Linked DNA regions of Mus musculus: region 1 is linked to region 2. A link is a contact called in public promoter capture Hi-C data. All regions are on one chromosome and are shown on one strand. Each heading gives the region's core, a stretch centred on a gene start, on an enhancer-like site or on the middle of the called end of the contact. The rest is flanking DNA. Distances are from core to core; before and after follow the strand shown.

What was found. Promoter capture Hi-C pulls out the DNA fragments that hold promoters and counts their contacts.
Region 1: a promoter capture Hi-C map of embryonic stem cells shows a contact between it and region 2, with 4 times the contacts expected there. The contact joins the promoter of Kcnk16 here to the enhancer-like site in region 2. A contact is called at or near these places in 10 of 39 promoter capture datasets (the C10 cell line, the HPC-7 cell line, cranial neural crest and 6 more).

The regions. Positions count from the first base shown.
Region 1 is chr14:20,267,454-20,270,834 of GRCm38.p6, forward strand. Kcnk16 (potassium channel, subfamily K, member 16) reads right to left here and starts at 1,816. Exons shown (of 5, transcript NM_029006.2): 1 at 1,497-1,816. The coding sequence starts at 1,709.
Region 2 is chr14:20,046,179-20,049,733 of GRCm38.p6, forward strand. No RefSeq gene overlaps it. Among named protein-coding and RNA genes, the nearest start is that of Saysd1, 35 kb to the right of the region's middle. Within about 2 kb of position 2,148, at least 55 of the 459 cell types and tissues checked have an H3K27ac peak or open chromatin away from gene starts, as enhancers often do. A contact at or near this core is called in embryonic stem cells, where this site is marked.

The sequences.
Region 1 (3,381 bases), core at 566-3,065, 220 kb after region 2:
TTCTCACTGTGCCAGCTTTGCTTGGCTTGTTGTTTGGTGTTCGCTAATACTACCTGTTCCACCTGTCTGTCCATCTTCTCAGTGCCCCACCTTTGCCCAAAATACCTAGTTTTGCTTTGTTTCTGAAAGAGAGGGAGGCAGGAGGAACCCAGGCAGGAAGTAAGACCACCTAGGGGTCCAGTTCTGGCAGCTTTCATCCACCCCACCTGGCCGCTGTCTACCAGCCCAGCTCGTTCTAACCTTTGTGTGTGTCTCTACCCAGGGAGATAGGCTGGGAGCCAGCCTATGGAGCAGCAGTCTGAGAAGTGGGCGAGTGTGAGAGGGGACATCTCTGGAGTGTTGAAGACTGACAGTTCATGTGTGTCGACTGCAGGTGCATTTTCTTTGTGGATGTACATGTGTCTATTCCCATTTGCTTATGTGCAGAGTTGTGTACGAATATGTTTGTGCAGGCGGCCAGGGCTCAACCACAGGTGTCATTCCACAGAGCCATCGGCCTTGTTTGGGTTTTGCCTTGAGACAGGGTCACTGAAATAGAGCTAGCCCTTTTGGTTAGGCTGCTCTGGCCTAGCCAGTGAGCTCTCAAGATCCACCTGTCTCCCCAACCCACCAACCCAATGCTGGGGTCACAGGCACTTGCAGCCATACCCAGAGATGTACATGGGGGCCAGGTCCCTCTACTTACAAAGTACTCTTTCCTACTAAGCTGTCTGTCTAGCTTTCCACCTTTCCTTTTCTCCTTCTTTCTTTCTTTCTTTCTTTCTTTCTTTCTTTCTTTCTTTTCTTTTCTTTTCTTTTTCTTTTTCTTTTTTTTCTTTTTTTTTTTTTGAGACTGGCTCTCTTACTGGCCTGAGGCTTGCCCATTTGGCAAGGCTGGCTGGCCATAGAGCCCAAGGGATCTGCCTGTCTAGGCCGTTCCAGTGTTGAGATTACAAGCCGCCATGCCTGACTTTTTTTTTTTAAATTACATTTTAATTAGTACATAACAGTGTGTGTGGATATGGGTGTGTTTATATGCATGTGGAAATGCATGTACCATTGTGTGCATGTCAAGATCAGAGGACAACTTCCAGGAGTTGTCTCTCCTTTCCCTATGTGAGTTTCAGGACTTGAACGGCAGCCATCAGGCTCTGCTCCGTGCCAAGTGCTTTTACTCGCTGAGCCATCTTGCCCGCCCACCTCTGGGGGTGTGGGGACATCTGGGTCTAGAACTCAGGTCCTTATATTTGTTTGGCAGATGCTTGGCTGAGCCAACTTCCCAATCCCAGATATATTTTTTCTTCTCATCTTACTGATGAGGACATTTAGGTTAAGTGACTGGCAAGGTCACATAACAGACCTGAGAATCGGGGCCCCGGACTAGATCTCTCCAGGCTCAAGCTTCCTCCACACTCTGCTTCCAAAGGGGAACCAACCTCTGGGTAGTGGCTCTGTTCCTGCCACTAGCCCCTCCATTGCCTCCCCACTCTTCCTGTCCCATTCTTTTGTACTCTCACCTGTACAAACTGCTCCAGGGCCTGCTGGTCTAGGCAGGTGTAGTTCTCTAAGAAGCGTAGCTTTTCCAGCTGGAACTGGTCCCTGGATTGAGCCTCTGCCTGCTTCTCCAGCAGCTGGAAGATGGTGGCCCCAAGCAGTAGGTAGCAGATATAGGCCAGAAGCAGGGGCAATACTTGGCCACCCCAGCAGCCGCAGACCCCAGCACGGGGCATGATGTGGCCAGGACTCTGCAGCAGCTGTCAGGGTGGCTGTGAAAGAGTTGGAAGAGGTGAGAGCCCCTGCCACTGCCTGCCCTGTCCTCCACCGCACAGGTGTCTGCGGCAGGGGAGTCTGTTTGAACAGTGTGGTGTGCAAACAGGCCTGCCATCCCCCACCCAGCCTTGTTTTTCCATGCAGAGCAGCAAGGCAGCAAATGCTTGGGCCCCTCAGGGACACCTATGAGCTCTTCCTGAGCTCATCTGGTCTTAGCTTCTGCTCCCAAGTGAGGCTGAGTGTCTGGGAGAGAATCTGATCAGGAGCCCACTCTGCTGGGACTGAAGGGATCTTGACAACTTCAGATTCCTCACTTGGGAAGGCTCTCGGCTCAAACACAGGAGGCTGGGAGGGAAGGCTCACGAGGGTGTGGGTTGCCCTTGCTTACAGAAGGGAATGGGGAGGATTGACCTGCCTATTGGGGGAACCTGGGACTGAGTAAACCAGAGTAAAACAAATCAAAGCAAAGTAAACAGGCAGATGACAGCCTTGCTTAGCAGCATTATCAATTGGTGCTACTGATACATGGACAGCCCTGGTTACCACCAGCTATCACTTTGGCCAATGGTTGGTCTTGTTTGAGACCCTTGAACAGGTTGTCTGAGGATGCTGAGCTCAGGAGATGAAAGTGGGGAGAAGACAGAACCGGACATGAGCCTCCACCCATATATTACTGTTGGTGACTCCTTTTTTTCCACAGGAGGACCCATAGTGCCTCGATTGATCTTTGGTAGATGCGACTACTTTACTGACATTATACAATAATTCACCTAACATACTGTGCATGTGTGCAGTTACTGATTTATTTTTTTCTTTTTAGTTGTTAGCTTAACCTTCAACAGCTGACCCGTCTCTCCAGATTTATCTATCTAGCTATCTATCTATCATCTATCTTCCTGTCTGCCTGCCTGCCTGCCTGTCTTGTTTTGGTTTTAAGACAAAGACTCAATGTAGCCCTGGCTGGGCTAGAGCACGGTATGTAGACCAGGCTGGCTTTAAATCCACACAGATCCACTATCTTCTGAGTGCCAGGATTAAAGTCATGTGACACCATGACCAGCTATCCCATTTTATTTATTTAAAAATATTTATTTAGCTTTATTTTGTGTGTATGGGTGTTTTGCCTGCATGTATGTCTGTGCAGCATGTGCAGGCCAGAAGAGGGTATCAGATCCCTTGGAACCTGAGCTGCAGGTGGTTGGGTGCTGGGAATGGAGCCTGAGTCTTCTAGAAGAGCAGATAGTGTGTGCTCTTAACCACTGAGCCATCTCCTCAGGCTTACTGTTTATTTCTTAATATTTATTTTTATATATGTGTGTGTTTGTGGGTGTGGATGCATGCATGTGTGGGTGGGTACCCATAGAGTCCAAGAGGGCGCCAAATGTCCTGAAGCTAGAATTACAGGCAGCTATGAGCTAACAAATGTGGGTACTGAAGTTTTAACACTGAAACACCTCTTCAGCCCACCCCCTATCTTCCTTTGAGACAAGATCTCATGGAGCTCAGGATGACCTCAAACTTGGCATCTAGCGGAGACTGACCTTGAGCTAATGCTCCTCTTGTTCTCCACATCCTTGGGGATGGGATTACATGTGTGCACTCCATGCTTGGTTTATAGGATGCTGGGGTCTA
Region 2 (3,555 bases), core at 898-3,397:
TGGCAACCGAAGGTTTTAAGAGTTGAATGGGCTAATGAAAAGTCCTGGGACAATGACAAGCTCTTGTTAAGTGCTTCATGAATATCATCCATTGCATTTGGTGAGTCAGGTTCTTAGTTGGTGTGCAACACAAAGGAATCAAGTGAAATCTAGGGTTTAGACTCCAAAGCAGGGCATCAGGAGATGGTACATAAGGAGCCCTCTCTACTAAGACACCTGGACTTGACCCATCACAGTAGGAATGTTTCAGGGAAAGATGTGTAAGTGCTTTTTGGCTTTGAGATTGTTCCTCTATTTCCAGCAAGCCCAAACTCCACATCTACTGCCTAATGCAACACTTATAATCACCTGGGGGTCAGCCTTCCTGATTTAGCAGTTCCACTTCAGGTTCACCTGCTCAAGCCTGGGCCTCCTGGGACTGACGGTACCTTTTTCATACGATGGTATTTCCATGCAAACCAGAATGGGAGCGCCAACTCTGTCTGCAAGCTTCTGGATTCTGGCACTTCCGGTCTTGACACATAGAACAGTCAGCCCAAAGTGGCAAGGACCTACAGCAGCAGCCTGGACAGCAGAGCCAGCAGCTCCTGCCCTGAGTGGCCAAGTCCAGTCCATGAAGCAACTGTGAGTGTAGAGAAAGCTTACAGAGCAACTCAGTCTTGGTCTGACTGTCACAGTCTGTGGCTGCCGAGGTTTCTTTTCCTGTTGCGTTTCTTCATCATTGCTCTTTCTTAAAAATGGGCAGGGACTGGATTTAATTCACTCATTAATGCATTAAGTCAGATAATTAAGTTGGGGCAGAATAGCTATTAAGCTTCCATAATTCATCTGGAAGTTTCATAATGAGCCCTCCTGCCATTATTTTTTTTAATTTATATATTTATTTTGCAACATAAAACATGCCAAGTGGAGTCTGAGGGATGAAAATGATATGCAGAGTTTGTGCCTAAAATTCTGAAATGAAGTTACTCTGTGTATCATCACTCTTTCATTCAAGCAATCAGCTTGAAGTACTGAGCATGCGTATAGAATCCTGGAGCAAAGGGGACATAGGAATGGAGAACATATTTACTAGCTATTGTGTGACACTATTCCTAGGGAGACATCCGCTCACCTCAGATACAGAAGTGATGACAGGCTGTAAGGAGATTATCAAAGTCCAATTTGGTGAACCAATGAGTTTTTTTTGTGGGGGGGGATACTTACAAGAATATGAGTGATGGGTTATTTTTAGAAGCAGAAATGACTCAAAGACAGCAGCATCAACAAAAGCCCATCCCAGCATGGGTCATGTAAGCTGGAAACCTGGAGCACACTGCCAAGCCTGAAGTCAGCTCTATGGGTTGGAGTGTTTTTCTAGGTAATTAAGTTGGTCTGTGAGGCTCTTTCAAGTGACTCAGCCCATCTAAGAGTCTCTTAGCAGTCCCATGCTTATATATGCTTGCGAAAAGAGGAGCCCAGCAAGTCTGGTCGTTTGTAGGGACTTCCTGAGGCTATTGTGTTGTTTAGTCCTCAAGCTACAGGGTGAGGTATTTCACCTTCCCTTAGAGCACCTTGTTATTTTACCTCCATTTTAACATCTTGCATCCTGAAGAGCTTCTCTCCAAGGTTTTGACATTAGAGGAATCTGCTATACAACACAAGCAATGCTAAGAGTCATCTAAACAATAGCAGACTCTTTTTTTTTAAGTATTACTGTGTGTACATGATATGATATATGGGTGACTGTATGATATGTATGTGGGTGCACATGCCACGATGAGCATGGGGAGAACTGTGGAGCCAGAGCCTTCATGTGTGTTCCAGGGCTTTAGCTCAGCTGGTCCAGTTTGCATCATCAGCTACAAACACCTTTCCTTCTAGGCCAGCTCCCCAGCCCCAGTATCCAATTTCTGGTAATCCCTGTCTCCAGTAGCTTACAATGAGGAGAGGAGATGATCTGCACAGAGACAAGTGTAAGTCTAAATTTAAAACCTAAGACAGTGTAGCAATGTTAAGAAAGACAATGGGGCTTAAGGCAAGTGTGGATTGTAAATGTGAACGCATATTGTCACTAAAGCCCTTCTTCTAAAACAGGCTTCTGGCCTGCTCAGCCTGGAAGGCTATGTTCATAGGGGCTCTCTGCCTTGAGGAAGGTTTCTATGGCAACAGGAGCTGCTTCCACTGTATACCAGCTGTGCAAACCTGATAGCTGCTTGGCTCCTGCATGCACTGTATTTCTTCATCTGTAAAATGGCCACGAGTTACAACCATTTCCTAGAGTAGCTAAAATGTTTGAATGAAGATAAGGTATTTAAGCCATCAGCACCTTGTATGCATGCAGATGTGACAATATTATGGTCTTCATGAACAGAGGAAAATAGGTGAGCTCCCAGGTCTGCAGCCAAGCATGGTCCAAGCCGCCTGCTATAGGACAAGAGGAATCAGCACGGGTTGTCAGCCCCCACTCTCCACCAGGAGCATGTGGGACACAAAGAGAAACAAATAGGGACAGGATACAATGTAGCCAGCTTCTTTTGTCCCTGTTGTCATTGTTCAAGAGGACCCAGGAGAGTTTCCTTTGTCCTGCCTTCTAATTGCTCTCTATTCAAATGTGTTGAGGTGCTGGGCACAGGCACTGAGGCCAGGCTTCAACCTTCTTGAATGAGAATTAAAGGAATTAAAGGAAAAATTCTTTAATCAGTGAGTTGCTATTGCCTAAAGAAACCCAGTGCTGATCAGAAATATTTCATGGTTTATATAGGGTTAGGCATTGGCATAATTTTGTGGCCATATTAGGGTGATTTTTTTTATCCCCATCCCAAAGGATACATTTCTCAAGACTAAGCAAGTTTTACAGAAGCTGATATCTGCAGTTTTATCCCTAAACATTAGGCAGAGCTCAGGGAACCCTAGCAGACAAGGAGGGATTGAGGACACCAGGAGAACATGGCCCACATGATCAACTAAGCAGGGCTCATAAGGGCTCACAGAGACTGTAGTAGCAACCATAGATTCTACATAGGTGTGCACTAAGTCCTCTGGGTATATGTTATGGTTGTATAACTCAGAGGTTTTGTTGGGAGTGTTGGCTGTCTCTGCCTCCTTTGCCTGCTTTTCAGACCCCTTTCTTCCTTCTGGGCTGCCTTGTCCAGCCTTGATGTGAGGGTTTGCATCTAATCCTATTGCAGCTTGTTATGCCATGTTGATATCCCTGAGGGCCCTGCTCTTTTTTTGAAGGGAAACGGAAGATCCTGGATTCCACCGATCTGGGATAGAGAAGAGGTTTTGGGGGAAACTGGGAAGGGTAGAGGGAGGGAGATAGTAGTCGAGATGTGTTATATGAGAGAAACAAACAAACAAACAACAACAATAATAATAAACAATGACAGTTTTATCTTTAGCAAACAGAACTTGGGGTCTGAGTAGATGCTGGTGAGAGAGGAGCAGATGTGACCCTTTCCAGAAACAGAGAAGGGGACAAGCAGTTTGCAAAGGCTGCAATCAGCAGCTCAGCATTCGTCGTTCTGTTGTCTCAGCTCACAGGAAGACGTCTGTCTTCTGTTTCCTTATTCC